Regions from separate parts of the Sus scrofa genome. Here regions 2 and 3 are each linked to region 1. The links are chromatin contacts, called in public HiChIP or PLAC-seq maps. All regions are on one chromosome and are shown on one strand. Each heading gives the region's core, a stretch centred on a gene start, on an enhancer-like site or on the middle of the called end of the contact. The rest is flanking DNA. Distances are from core to core; before and after follow the strand shown.

Evidence for each region. HiChIP or PLAC-seq counts read pairs in DNA pulled down with a chosen protein or histone mark.
Region 2: a contact with region 1 is called in an H3K27ac HiChIP or PLAC-seq map of alveolar macrophages. The contact joins two enhancer-like sites. A contact is called at or near these places in 4 of 47 Hi-C or Micro-C datasets (alveolar macrophages, epiblast stem cells, fetal heart ventricle and 1 more) and 1 of 2 datasets of contacts at active chromatin or transcription factors (alveolar macrophages).
Region 3: a contact with region 1 is called in an H3K27ac HiChIP or PLAC-seq map of alveolar macrophages. The contact joins two enhancer-like sites. A contact is called at or near these places in 5 of 47 Hi-C or Micro-C datasets (alveolar macrophages, blood, liver and 1 more) and 1 of 2 datasets of contacts at active chromatin or transcription factors (alveolar macrophages).

What each region holds. Positions count from the first base shown.
Region 1 is chr1:240,884,678-240,889,523 of Sscrofa11.1, reverse strand. It overlaps TGFBR1 (transforming growth factor beta receptor 1), which reads right to left. Exons shown (of 10, transcript NM_001038639.1): 3 at 1-118. Among named protein-coding and RNA genes, the nearest start is that of TGFBR1, 27 kb to the right of the region's middle. Within about 2 kb of position 1,898, at least 2 of the 83 cell types and tissues checked have an H3K27ac peak or open chromatin away from gene starts, as enhancers often do. A contact at or near this core is called in alveolar macrophages, where this site is marked.
Region 2 is chr1:240,644,568-240,649,413 of Sscrofa11.1, reverse strand. No RefSeq gene overlaps it. Among named protein-coding and RNA genes, the nearest start is that of GALNT12, 52 kb to the right of the region's middle. Within about 2 kb of position 1,938, at least 20 of the 83 cell types and tissues checked have an H3K27ac peak or open chromatin away from gene starts, as enhancers often do. A contact at or near this core is called in alveolar macrophages, where this site is marked.
Region 3 is chr1:240,743,882-240,748,727 of Sscrofa11.1, reverse strand. All of the region lies in intron 2 of COL15A1 (collagen alpha-1(XV) chain), which reads right to left. Among named protein-coding and RNA genes, the nearest start is that of COL15A1, 28 kb to the right of the region's middle. Within about 2 kb of position 2,432, at least 33 of the 83 cell types and tissues checked have an H3K27ac peak or open chromatin away from gene starts, as enhancers often do. A contact at or near this core is called in alveolar macrophages, where this site is marked.

The DNA.
Region 1 (4,846 bases), core at 649-3,148:
ATACACATGCTATTGTGTATAACTTTGTCTGTGGTCTCTGTGACGGAGACAAAGCAGAGCCCATCTGTGACACAAGTAAAATTGTCTTTTGTGCAAAGGTGGCAGAAACACTGTAATGCTGGAAAAAGAGAAAAAGACCCTATCAGAAAAAAATTCTCAAGGTTAACAATCTGAAATTATCCCATAATCTCTAAATCAATACACTCCTGATTCTATTACAATCATACAATCTCTGCACTGTTCAAAAAAAAAAATTCGTGGATGGACCTAGAGATTATCATATTAAATGAAGTAAGTCAGACAAAAACAAGTATCATATGACATCACTTATACATGGAATTTAATTTTTAAAATGATACAAATGAACTTACGTACCAAACAGAAACAGACTTACAGACTTTGAAAACAAACGTATGGTTATCAAAGGGGAAATGGCAGGGGGATAAATTAGGAGTTTGGGATTAACATGTACACACTACTACATATCAGGTAGATAACCAACAAGGACCTACTGTGGATCACATGGAACCCTACTCAATATTCTAGAATAACTTAAATGGGAAAAGAAGCTGAAAGAGAATGGATGCATGTACATATATAATTGAATCACTGTGCTGTATACCTGAAACTAACACAACATTGTAATCAACTATGCTCCAATAAAATTAAAACAAAACAAAACTGTTACTCTAAGAAGTTCCAAATTCTGTTAAGAAGCATACATATGTAGGAGCCAAATATGATGAAATCTGGACCCAGGTTCTTTCCTAAAACTTTTTAAGTTCCAAGTATATAAACATTATTACATGTAATTTCATTAACATTAAGATAAGCATTTGCTAACCCATTTGAAAAAAGGTACATTGAAATTTTTAAAGGTTATACTTATTCCTTTAAGTCCAAAACCAGACATTCATATACACCCCCCACTGGAGAGCAATATGTGAAAATACTACTACCGCCTCAGTGTAGGTTGGAAATGTCAAGGGTGGATTTATAGTAATGGAGTAAAAGAAATAGATTTGTCAGACATTCTTGTGTAAACCCTAAAAAAAGACCAGTATGTTCTAATTAGAATTAGGTTACTTTCTCATAAGCAAGGTAACAATACATATATGCTCCAACCACACTAGCAACTGGCTACAGAAATGACTGGAGAAACACTAGCTCTATACCCACTTTTATCTATATGATCTTTATAGTTCAACTTGAGGAGTAACCAATGAAGGGAAGTCTTCTAATTATCACCAACACTTTCCCAAACACACACTCACACACACACACACACGTACACCTCTACTAAACTCTCCAACAAGGTTAATGCTCTCCAAAGCATACACTCCTTACCCAGAGTTATTATTTTTTCCTCTCCTTATGAAACTCTAAGATCCTTGAGGGCAGAGACCCATAATAATCATTTCTATAAACTCACATCTACCACTAGGACTGGTACATTCAAATAACGCTGGATGAATGACAGAATTGGCCACTTAGATTTCACTATGATCTCATGAAACTGTGAAGCAGAGATCAAACTTTCCAATTACATGTTGGCAAAGGAAACAGAAGAGTCCAGGTTTGCAGAATGGCCATCTGTGATGAGACCAAGGAGGTCTACCATAACCAGAAAAAGAGTAACTAGACAGGCCAGAAGACGACTAACTCTGAACAGCTAACTTGCAGTGAAGGAAAGGGTTAACTCAGCAGGCCCAAGTTGCTCAAACCCTGCACATTCCAAAGACATACCTAACTTCAGGACTGATCCTTGGCCAGTTCCTGGGAGATGAGCTCTGACTCCTTGAAATATTCTCCTTGATAAGAATGCTACAAAGCCTGTGTGCTGAGCCACCAATAAAAACCCTGCACAACAAGGCTCCAGTAAGCTTCCCTGGTTGTCAGCACTTCTCACATGCTACACTTCATTGCTAAGCTATGGAGTGCAGCTGTGCTACTGCACTGGGGGAGGACATCTGGAAGCTTGAACTTGGTTTCTCTTCAACTTTGCCCCATATGCTTTCCCTTTTCCTTTTGATGATTTTAATATGTATCTTTCTCTGGTAATAAATAAAAACCATGAGTATAAAAGTCTTCCTGGGTTCTGTGAGTCCTTCTTGCAAAACATCAAGCCTGAGGATAGTCTCGGGGAACCCCCAATTCACTTGCTAAACCCAACTCAGGAATGTCAGTAACTCCTCAAGCAGCTTAGCCGCTGGCTTAATTAGCACACTTGGTCTATTATCTTTACAGACCAGCAAAGTTTTACTTTAGTCATTTTTTTTCCTTTCTCCATAAATAGTTCAGCTCTTTGAATTAAATCCTCCCAAGCATGAAGGAAATATAAGTATCAAGAAAAATGTAAGAAAGAAAAATAATAAAATATAAGCATCAAGAAAAATAAAAGAAAGATACAATTGTAATCTATTATTTAGAGACTGTTAAAAGAGACATAGTTTATTCAGAGTGAGGTTTGGTGGTGATTATATGTTCCCTGGCTGTAATTTCCTAAGGAGGAGTTCTGAACCAGGAATCCATGGGCTGGCTTCAGCGATACATGAATCCCATGAAACTATACACCAAATGTTGTATGTATTTGCATTTTCAAAGTTTATAGCTCTAAAGAGAATCACAACATGGTCTGTCACTGAAAAAAAAAAAAAAAACCATCACCACAGAAGACTGTCATCATTCACTCCTGAATCCTCTTTACTCATTAGTCATCAACCAATGTTTTCTACGCACTAGTTTTATCAGTTACTCTACCAAAAGCTTAGTATACAAAGATTAATAACTCATGGTCATGGCCCTTGAAGAGCTCCAATGAACAGTGAAGGAGAACATTACAATACAGTGTGGTAATTACTACATATAAAAATACTGCCATGAATATTCTCCCTGTTCTAAGATCTCCATGGTTCCCTTAGGATATATGATATAAGAGCTAAACACTGGGTCTAATGATTAAAACTTTTACTTTTGGGTTCCAAACCTACCACTCACATTACAAGTGCCATCCAGGATCACAACCTTCTCATCATTACGAAAATTACGTCTTTCATGACCTAGGTCTTTACATTGCTACTTCTCTGCCTACTTTAAACCCACTCTCTCATCCTTTAAGATCCTATTCAAACAAGATATTTTCCATGATGCGCTCCTCTCCGCTACCCATAAGACAGCTGAGCAACTGCTTCCAATTTTTTCCCAGAGTCCTCTCTGCATACCTTTAGGTTAGCACAAATTGATCTATTTATAGTTTGCTGTTAAAGTGTCTCTCATTACATTAGGGAAATCCAAGGGTTTTTTGTTTTGTTTTCCCATTTTTGAATCCTAGAGTCCTAGGTAGTGATCAGAAAATATTTGCCAAAGCAGTGTTTCCCAAACAGGAATATGTTGGGAGACAGGGAGTCTAAAATTGCATACGATTTTTTTTTTAATATTTAAAAATAATCTAAGATTGGAGTCCCTGCTGTGGCTCAGTGGGTTAAGAACCCAACATAAAGTCTGTGAGGATGTCTGCGAGTCCCTGGTCTCGCTCAGTGGATTAAGGATCTGGTGTTGCCACAAGCTGCAGGCCACAGATGCAGCTTGGATCTGGCATGGCTGTGGCTGTGGAGTAGGCCAGCAGCCGAAGCTCCAATCGAACCCCTAGCTCTGGAAGTTCCTTCCATATGCCACAGGTGGGGCCAGAAAAAGAAAAAAAAAAAAAATCTAAGATAAACAGCAAACATTCCTGGGAGTTCCTGTCGTGGCTCAGTGGTTAATGAATCCGACTAGGAACCATGAGGTTGCGGGTTCAGTCCCTGGCCTTGCTCAGTGGGTTAAGGATCCAGGGTTGCTGCGAGCTGTGGTGTAGGTCGCACTCCAATCCCTTGTTGCTGTGGCTCTGGCATAGGCCGATGGCTATAGCTCTGATTAGACCCCTAGCCTAGGAACCTCAATATACCGTGAGAGCGACCCTAGAAAAGGCAAAAAGACAAAAAATTAAAAAATTAAAAAAAATTAAAAACAGTCAACATTCTGGATCATGGGTAACTGCTATCTAAACAAGCAGAACCAGAAACACTGCTGCTTCTTCAGTTGGGTTAAGATCTCCTTTAGGCCAAATGTTCTCCTGGCACAATCTACAAACAAGAGTTTCATAGTAACTATAACTGAAAGAGTGAAATCTACAGGAAACTTGAATTATCAAAGCATATGGTGATATAGCATGGTATTTTCAAGGTATTTTCAAAAACCAATAGTCCAATAATAGCCAATACCATGTATGTGCTCCAAGTATTACATGGGTCCTTATCTCTGCAGTGCAATCTGCAAAAGTTCATTAGCAGTAAATGTGGTTTTTAACTATGCGACATTTTCCATTCTCGCTTCTAGCATTGTTTTAAAAAGCCATTTGACAAAGATTTCAATGTCATAATGTTAATTTCACTGGCAAGTGAATATGACAGTTGACATCTCATTAAAAGTGGTATTTGAGGAGTTCCTGTCGTGGCTCAGTGGTTAATGAATCCGACTAGGAACTATGAGGTTGCGGGTTCGATCCCTGGCCTTCCTCAGTGGGTTAAGGATCTGGCCTTGCTATGAGTGAGCTGTGGTGAAGGTCGCAGACGCGGCTCGGATTCCATATTGCTGTGGCTCTGGTGAAGGCCAGCAGCTACTGCTCTGATTAGACCCCTAGCCTGGGAACCTCCATGCACCACAGGAGCAGCCCTAGAAATGGCAAAAAGACAAAAAAAAAAAAAAAAAAAAAAAAAAATGGTATTTGAGGAATTCTTGCTAGCAAGTGTTTGGTTAGGTATGAGGTCTGATTATCCTGAACTTACAAAGCCTTGAAGAAATTAATACC
Region 2 (4,846 bases), core at 689-3,188, 240 kb after region 1:
CAGATGGAAAGGGAAGGAGAACTGGGAACTAGCAGGGGCGCTTGCTCGTTAGTTCTGCCACAAAGCACCAAACAGGACAGAATCCAGGGCTTCTATGAAGAGCAAACATTCTACCGGCAGGGGTTGGATATGTGCTGTTTCTGACAGCTGCTCTGGTCCTCAAGGTATTTCTGAGATCTGGCAATGAGGACTCTTTGGTCAGGAAAAGGTCCCTGAGCCCCTACTCTGTTGAGTGCTCTGAGCCCACCTCATCTCATTCAATCCTCATAATCCCTGAGACTCAGGTCCTGGCACAGCCTCTATTTTACACTGAGGAATTGTGGCTCAGAGGTTAAGTAACTTGCCCAAAGTCACAAAACTGGCAAGCTCACCAACCGAATTTATAACCAAGTCTGTCTTTCTGCATATCCCAACCTCTTTTAAAGCTACTCTGCCAAATAAAGCCAAACCCCTGATTGTTTTCCTACCAACAAGAATCTGGGCTCAGACTCCATTTGGGAGAATTTTTAAAGATAATTTTCAACACATATACTTAGCTTAAGTACATGTACTTAGCTTAAAAGGCCTAAGAGCACTCAAGGTTTCTAATAAAACTGGCAGTCCCCTGTCCCACCCTCCCCCCACCACACGCAGATCTGGCTCTGCAGAGAGCCCCTCCTGTCCACATTTCCAGCGATTTCTTCCAGTATTTGCCTCCAAATTTCAAAGAACGCATTGGCCCTGCTTGCTCATGATTTCTCAGTTTGAGACCACTATTACTGACTTTCTATTATGGAAAATGAAGGATCTCTGACACCATTTTTCTCCCTCTTGCTGTCTCTCTCTCTCTCTCTCTCTCTCTCTCTCTCTCTCTCTCTCTCTCTCTCTCTCTCCCTCTCTCACACTCACACACACACACACACACACACACACACACACACACTCCCCCCGCCCCACCTATTTGTGTCTCATTGCCCTCAGAGCATCTGGGGGAGCCTGAGCTAGACCAGACTTCTCTGCAGGGAAGGGGGATGGAGTTTTGACCTTTGGTTAAATGCAGCAGAGTTAATGCAAACATCTATCGTTACTCTCTCCCAGAACTCCAATGCAAAGCACCTCCCATAACGACGGTTTGAAGAGAGACACACATCCTCTCTCCTTGAATCTCTGAGGGGCAGAGGACAAACACACTGGGTGGCCTCCAAGCGGGGGTCCAGAGCAGTAAGGAAGTACAGGGAGACAGATTACAGCTTCATGAGAAGCCATCCAAGAATACAATGGACAGCCTGTGAAGGGGGAAGAGGTCCCCACAGGCAGTGCACAAGCTAGGGTCAGCTGGCCACTGCTGGGGACAAGGGGGGATTTCTGCTTAGGGGGGAGCCGGACACGTGACTTCTAAAGTCCCTACAAATTCCCTAACCCAGTAACTTGCTTCCTTTTATAACAGTTGGCAGTCAGAATCCAGTGGTGCTTTGCAATCACTCTTGAGTTAATAACCAGAGCTGCCCGGGAGACACACCCATTTGGCAATTTCTTTTTAGGACACTGAATTAACCATCTGAACAGCGATGAGCCATCGGTTCCCCTGACCTCTGCCTCATAAAAGAAGGTTCAAGATGATTCACAGAGCAATCATGACATGTCTGATGGGACAGAACCCTCAGTCCCACGGGTTTTAAGCCCTCTGAAGACAGGGAGGTGCTAGATGGGGCAACCGCAGTGGATCTGGCCGTGAACTTGGGCCTCCCTGGCTTTGCAGCAAGAGTCTCAAAGGAGAAACAGAAGAAACGCTCCCAAAACTTGCCTTCCCAGGCTTTTGTTTTAAGAGAAAGCGCACAGAGTGGGAAGGTGGGCAAAATGGAGCCCTAACTGGACACCTGCACCTGGAGGAGCAGGTCTGCATCCCAGTGGTTCAGCACTGGTTCTGCCCCCGACCTGGCATTTTGAAGGGAACACGCTGCCCAGAGATGTGCCTCTGCCATGACCCCTGTACTCTCCAAGCAGAACAGATTCTCGTTAATTCCTCTGCCACGACTGGCAATGTGGTATAACTGGACTAAGAATGAGGGGAGGGCCGTGGTCAGGGTGTATGAGCTGCCTGACCTGGGCAAGCTGCTTCCCCTCCCCTCCAGGATGCACCAGGTCACAGCAGTTACAACTGAGCTCTGGAGCAAGACTGTCTGGATTTAAATTCTAGCACTTTCACTGATTGGCTGTGTGACCTTAGACAAGTTCCCCACCTTCTCTGAGCCTTAGTGTCCTCACCTTTAAATTGAGGGTAGGGGGAGATGGGGGAGGGGAGGGTAGGACCAACACCTAACTCACTGGGTATTTTCAGAATTAAGTTAGCTCATGTACATGAAGTGTTTAGAGGAGGACCCAACTCATGGTATTATTATCATCATCATTAATAGCTGCTGATAATACAAAGGAGACAGCAATCCTCAGTCAACCCTATAGCAGCCAACAAAATAATACTCTTGAAAACAAAACTCTGAAGCTGTGTGTAAGTGTGAGAAACGTGGTGTGTGGTGCATTAAATCTCATAAACATTAGGAGACTAAGAGGCCAGAATTTCCAACGCCACTTGCAAAATAAACATTGAGGCTCTGATACAACGAACCATGTGGCAAAGTCTTTGGAACTTTTTATCAAGATACGAAACCTTTTATACTTTATAACTTAATGCAATACAGCAAAGCCAATATCTGAAGTAGGATTTTTTTAAAAAAAAAAAAAAAAGAGTACCGATGTAACACTTTAAGAAAAACATACCCAGGCCAAGTTTAGAACACTGATTACTACACAGAATGACAGGTATTGACAAAGAAAATGTGGTCCTTAACTTGCTGTGTGATCTTAGGCAAACCCTTTCACTCATGGGCCTCATTCCCCATCAGCTACCCTGGGCACCGAATGATTTCTGGGTGCCTTCCAGATCTGCAGCCCACAGATGTGAGGTTTGGAGGATTTTTTTTTTTAGACCAATAGACTTGGCCTCAATGAAAGCACTGTGGTATTTTCTGAGCTGACAACACCACCTAGTGTGTGTGTGAGTAGGCACCAGTGACCAGCCAACCAAGACCTGCCTTCTTATTCTCACTCAAATAAACTTCTACTCAAAATCTTGTCCACAGACCAGCAGTGCTGGCACCATCTAGGTGCTTTCGAGAAAGGCAGAATCTCAAGGCCCATCCCAAACCTAAAGGATGGAACTTGAATCTTCCTTTTAACAAGACGCCAGCTGATTCCCATGTAAAAAAAATTGTAAAAAGTATTGTTTTAGTAGGAGGAGAAAAGGGAAGCTAGATAGTGCAAGAAACTTTTAACACACAGTTAGCCAGTGAGCCCATAAAGAAATCCAGAAACCCATGCAAATACATAAACCCCAAAAACAAATTTTTTCCCTACTCACATGGAGGGAGTCTGTCATGTAATGAAGGTTCAGGTTCTTAGGAGTTCTGACAAGTTTTCAAAAAGGAATCTTCTGGAATGGTAAGTAGGCATCTGATGAGATGGGCATGCCTGAACCAGAGTTCCAAAGGTACTGGTATTATCTACATTGTTATTAATGTAATAATCATATGGATGACCCTTTGTTTCCATAAATTCAACATGAACTTGGCCACTCTGAGCTCCCAGAGGCCACCTCAGGTTCTAGCTATGTGGCCCATCACAAGATAGCAGTTGACTTCTTCAAAGCCAGCAGGAGATTCTCTACGCAGGCGACCTCTAGAGGCTGAGGTTCTCAATCCTACAGCCACAAGGACCTGAATTCTGCCAACAGTGGGCTTGGAAGAAGAGCCCAGGTCCCAAGTGAGACTGCAGCCCCTGCTGACACATTGATTTCAGCCAGTGAGACTGAGAACGGAGCAGAGAACCCACCTAAGCCATGCCCAGACTTACGATCTATAAGAATGGGAAAACAATAAATGATGCTGTTTTAAGCCACTATGTGTCTGTGGCAATTTATTACACAGCAATAGAAAATTAACACAGATTTTGGTACCTGGAAGTGAGATGCCACCGTAATGAATACCCAAAATGTAGGAGCAGCTTTAGAATTGGGCAGGAGGAAGCTAGAGAAATTCTGCAAAACCTGATAGAGAACAGGTTTCCTTAAAGAGACTCTTTAGTGGAAATATAAATGTTGAGGATGCTGCTGGTGAAGTTTTAGAAGGAAGTGAGGAATATGTTATTAGAAAGTGGAAAAAGGAGATCTTTATGATATAGTGACAGAAAGCTTAGCAAAATTGCCTCCTGAAGTTACAAAGAATTTATAAGGGATAAACCTGGTTATATAGCTAAGGAGATTTCCAAGCAGTGCTGAAGATGCTGCCTAGTTTCTCCTTGACGCCTATGGTAAAATGCAAGAGGAGAGAGATAAATGAGGGGAAAATTGTTACACAAAAATTAAGTAGGACTGAATTATTTCAAAATTTTCAGCCTCTCCAGATGGCAAAAGATGCTAAAAATCAGAACGACTGCTGAAAGCATGGCACAGAGAAAAGGCTGAGTGTACAACTGTACAGCCTTTTGCTAAAACCCAGAAAGATAAAGAGGTCAGAAGATTCAGTCACATAAAGGGTCCCTTTAGGAGTGTACATGTCATGGATCTTCTCAACTAAACCAGGGGCATCTAGGAAGCTGAAGGTCCTTATTACTCAGCCATCTAAACAGGAGGCCAAGAGAGAAAGGGGATTGTTTGAAAAAGATCTGTGGATGTGGCTTCGGTCTAGCGGAGTGAAAAGCAGGGAATTCATGCAAGACCCACAAAGTTCTTAAAAACGATCTTAGCAGAAATCCTTCTGGCTTCAACTGAAAGAGACAGAGAGAGAACAAAACAAAAAGAGGTGATCGGATCCCC
Region 3 (4,846 bases), core at 1,183-3,682, 140 kb after region 1:
AAATCACCAACCTTATTTTCTAGACAGAGATGGATGGTCAAAGAGAGAATGACATGACCAGGAGACACAGCCAGGAAGCAGCAGATGGAGCAGTGAAGCAAGGATAGCTGGGGTGGGGGGTAATTGGCCTTGGGGTGATTTGGAATGACAGGTGACCTGGAACTGGTGGTCTTCCCACAACCCCTGGACTACCCCGGTCCCACCAGGCACAGGCAGTTGGTTGGCCAGCTGGAGAGTGGACAAAAGAGGCAGCCTGCAGAGGAAAGCTGCCTTGTGTTGGACAGAGCTGGGTTCTGATTCAGCCTTGGCCATTTAAGAAAGCGGGTAGTTTTGGGGTGGATAACTTACCAGTGCCGTGGGGATGTCCCACCCATCTCACACGTGGGGACTACATGAGATGATGGGTGGAAAATATAAGTGCTCAGAGTTCCCATTGTGACTCAGCAGGTTAAGAACCTGACGAGGATCCATGAGGATGCAGGTTCAATCTGCTCGTGGGTTAAGGATATGGCGTTGCTGCAAGCTTTGGTGTAAGTTGCAGATGCGGCTTGGATCTGGTGTTGCTGTGGCTTTGGCGTTGGCTGGCAGCTGCAGCTCCAATTTGACCCCTACCCTGGGAACTTCCATATGCCGTGGGTGTAGCCCTAAAAAGACCAAAAAAAAAAAAAAGAAAAGAAAGTACAAGTGCTCAACAAATGGTAGCAGTTAGTCTTCTGTTTGATTCCAAGATATAGAAAACACCAAAGTCTCCAAAGAAATCCCTTCCTAATCCTCCCTGCCCCCGGCCACCCCGGCCTCTGCTGCAAGGGACCAAATCACAGGCCTTGCTCCCACTGGCTGGACCACAGGGGGAGCCAAGCCACAATCTAGAGGAAGCCCAAGTCAGCCTAGCCACGCTCTCAGCAACTACCCCCTCCCTCCACACACACTGTCCCAGCGCATCATATGGTGTGGCAGGGAGCGACCCCTGGCCTGGAGTGACCCATGCTCAGGGCTGCACCGGAGCCTGCTGGCTTATTTCCCCTTGGCCTCTGGCAGGAGGGCCACCTGCTCAGGCGGCCACCAGGGAGGGGAGAGAAGCCAGGGAGCCAAGACAAACAGGCCCAGCAACTTGGTCCCTGGGCTTGTCCTGGGATGGCTCTGTGCTGGGTGGGAAGGGGGGTGTGGAGATCACAGCTGGTGGGAAGACATCCCACCGTTCTGGAGGGGCCAGGGTTGATGGGGAGCTGATCATGGAACTGTCTAGCTTCAGGAACCTCAGGGCCCTCTAAGGGAGAAGGCCACACTTCTCCACAGAAACTACCTACCTCACAGGACATCCGACCTCAATCCTCATCTCTCACTTCATTTATGCATAGGGATAGCTTCCTTTCTAATGGAGGTTCTCTAACTCACTTTTCCAATTCAAGAATTTGATAACATTTATAAAGCCCCCACATCATGCCTTGTGTGCAGCTGGGAATATGGAGCTGAACGTAGAATGCAGGCTTTCAAGGGGTCTCCGTTAGTATGATCTAGGAGTCTCCATTAGTAGTCATCTGTTCATGCTACACACAAGCTCCAGAGCCTTCGATGGCACCCCAGTGCCCTCAGGATCAAGTTGAAATTCCACTCAAGACCCTGTCTGCTTCATCTCGTCATTCTCTCCCTTTCCCTGGCTCTGTCTTTGCTCCTGCTATTCCTTCCATTGGTAACATCCTTCTCTACTTCTCACAGTCGAATCTTTCCAAGCTTACTCAGAAAGACCCTGGAGCCCTACTCCCACTCTATACACAGAGCTGCAGGTATGACCCCCTTCTTCAAATACCCACATCAGGGCTTGGCACAGAGCAGGCACTCGGCACTGCGGCCTGAGGAAAGGACAGAGGTGGATGCAACTGGGCTTCACTTTCCTCAAGTCTTTGATTTGGGCTCTTGAGCACAACTCAGGGGCAGCCCTTCCTGAGGGCACAGGGAGGAGGAATCAGACAGCTTTAGAGATGGGCGAGGCAGAGGAAAATCTGAACAGTCACCAAATGGCACAACTTTCCTCCCAGGGGTCCAAAATCAGTTTCCATAGAAGCCAGGGCAGAATCCTAGCAATGGAGAAATAAACAGGGCAGGGTTCAGAGTTTTCTTCCAGACAGATGACAGCGACCAGGCTAGAGAAGGTAAAGAAGCAGAACCTTGTCCTCTCCTCCTCTCAGCCACAGACTCACAACAGCTGACATCTCTCCTCCCCAGCCAACTCTCAATTTCTCCTTCTGTGTAATGGGCTGGTTCAGCACTTTCATCTTTGGGGTCCTGAGGCAGTGCCTGGGGCTAGCCTGGGCTATGGGACATTGACTCCTTAGGGAACAGTATCTGGCTTTGCAAAGCTCCATCTCACAGATGATTGTCTGGGATCTGAGCCCGGTGCTTGCGTTTGTTAGCATTTAAAGCCCGAAGGGGCTAAGGAGCATTCCTCTGGCTCTAGGTCAAAGAGGGCTGCAAAGAAGCCAGACAGGGAGGCTGAGGACACTCCAGGAACGTGCGCAGCAGCGGCTCCTGGCGGCCACACCGAGTACTGCATCTATGAAAACTAAGGAAGGCTTCTGGGGCTGCAGCTGCCAGGGACCCACCTGTGTGTCTATCTGGGGAAACTGGGAGAATGGGGGTCCTAACAAAAGAATCAGAGTCATGTCTGGAAGGGACCCAAGAGAGTAGATCTGAGGTCACCTGGGAAACTGTAGACAAGCCAGGACAAGGACCCAGGTACCTCCCTCCCATCCTCTGCCCTTTTCCTGCACTGGTTGCTGCCTGGGGGAGTAAAAGGTATCTCCTCCCCACATTCCATTCCTCCTGCATCTATAAAGACAACAGAACACATTAGCCAGTGTGAATGGGGACTCAGTGACACTTCAAAGCTGGTTAATATCCTCTGGGTCAGGGCTGGGGGTCTAGATAACCCCATGTTGCTGCAGCCAGGAGGCTAAATATGTAGGTAAAAAGGGGGTGACTTCCCTGGGGACATCACCTGGGCCCCTCTGTCCTGGATTTCCCTGAATTCAACCCCTGGGGAGAGAGGAGGTTCCCAATAGCTCCTTCGCTGCCTATAGCAGACACTGGGGACCTCAGAGACCCCGTGTCCCTTCCCTCATGGTTTCTCAGCCCATCCTGTCTGGGAGAGGGACATTCTTTCATCTTCTCAGGACTGTTCTTCCCCTTCCCTCTGGACACCCTACAGGGAGGTGGCCTTGAGGACTCTGGGTGTATCTAAATCAGACCTCCCGGCCTGTGGCCTCCCTTCCTCACACCTCCCCAGAGAGGCAGGAAGCTGGGAGTTCACCAAGCCACAAACTCTATGTAGAGAGTGCAGCTCACCATCTGGAAAGGAGTTTCCTCTGCCGCATCCCCCTCCCAGGTCCATCTGGTTTCCGCTTGGGCATCTCCCCTCCCAGGGAACTCATTCCCCCCCCCAGGGCAACCCTGACCACTGCCGGGCAATTCTAAGTGTTCTCCCTCCTGGTGAGCTGAGGCATGTGCCCCTGAGGCCCCCGCCTGCCGGGCTGGACCTAACTCTGCCCTCTGGACCACACACAAGTCGGCCTGGTCTTTCACACCACGGCCCCTCAGATGTTGCACGGATGATGGACGGGGCCCGGCCTGGGAGGCAGACTCTACACCAACACAGCGTATGATCTTGAGCAGGCCCCTCCCTCTGAGCCTCAGGTTCCTGGTCTGTGAAATGAGAGCCTTGCATCAGATGGTTTCCAAAGGGCCTTGCCAGGTCCAAATGTCTCCAATGCTGCATCCTCCTGGTCTCCCATCTGTTTTCTAGTTTCTCTAACCACCCTTAACTGCCGGTTCCTTCAGCCCACAGCCTTCAGGCCTGGAAGGAATGACTCCAACAGGGACCAGGACAAATCTAGCTTCCTCTCCCCCCCACCCCCAGACATCCTTGCCTTTGGATAGCAAGGCCTGGCCGGAGGCGGGAAGCACTGTGCCCAGGAAAATGTCACAGCTCTGCCTGTAAGGAAACATTGCCCCACCCAGGCTGAGTCCCCAGACGCGCCTGGCTCTACCTGACTCCCTTCCCAAGGAAAATGAAAACGCAAGAGAATTCACGTACAGAATTCCTGCTGCAGGGGCTTCATTCACGCACACATTTGCAACCAGCAAAGGTGCAAGAGGTTCTTAGAAAAACCTACCACCCAATGCCTTTCTTAGAAAAAGAACTGTTTCCCTGCCAGGGAAAAAATCCTGGATCAACTTAGAAGGGAGACCTGGGCTTGCCAACAATCAAAGACCTCATTTTTCTGAATTACAGAAGAGCATTTTTCTACATGTAAACTTAGAACGCCTCTTTCCCTTTTCCGGTTTTCATATATAGCGCAGGAATTTTCCTGCTCAATGCAGTTACTGTGTGAGCACCCTCTCTCTCTCTCTCTCTCTTTCGTAGGCCTCTGGCCTTTACTGAAAAAAGGATGGTTTTGAAGGGGTCTGGAGGTGGTCAAAGTCCTGGCAAGGTGTGGGCCCTGCAAGTTGGTTGCCTGATCCGGCAGCTGGAAGGAGCTGGGCGCAACTGGGAAGAGCTGGGCACAGCTGGGAAGAGCTGGGTGCAGCTGGGAGTCCCAGCAGGAAGAAGTGTGCACCCACCAGCACCCTCTCCAGCTTCTGAAGCATCCTTTCACCTGTTCCCTCCACCAGAGCAGAGGCAAAGCAGTGATCATTCTTGCCTTTGGCAGTGGAGGGCATCAAGCCCTAGAGAGAGGAAGTAACTCGCCTGAAATGCCAGTGCATTTCTAGGATAGCCCCCTGCCTCCCAGGCTTCCCCTGCGGCTCTCCCCAGCACAGATGAGCACCTCTGTGTCCCCACAGTCCCTAC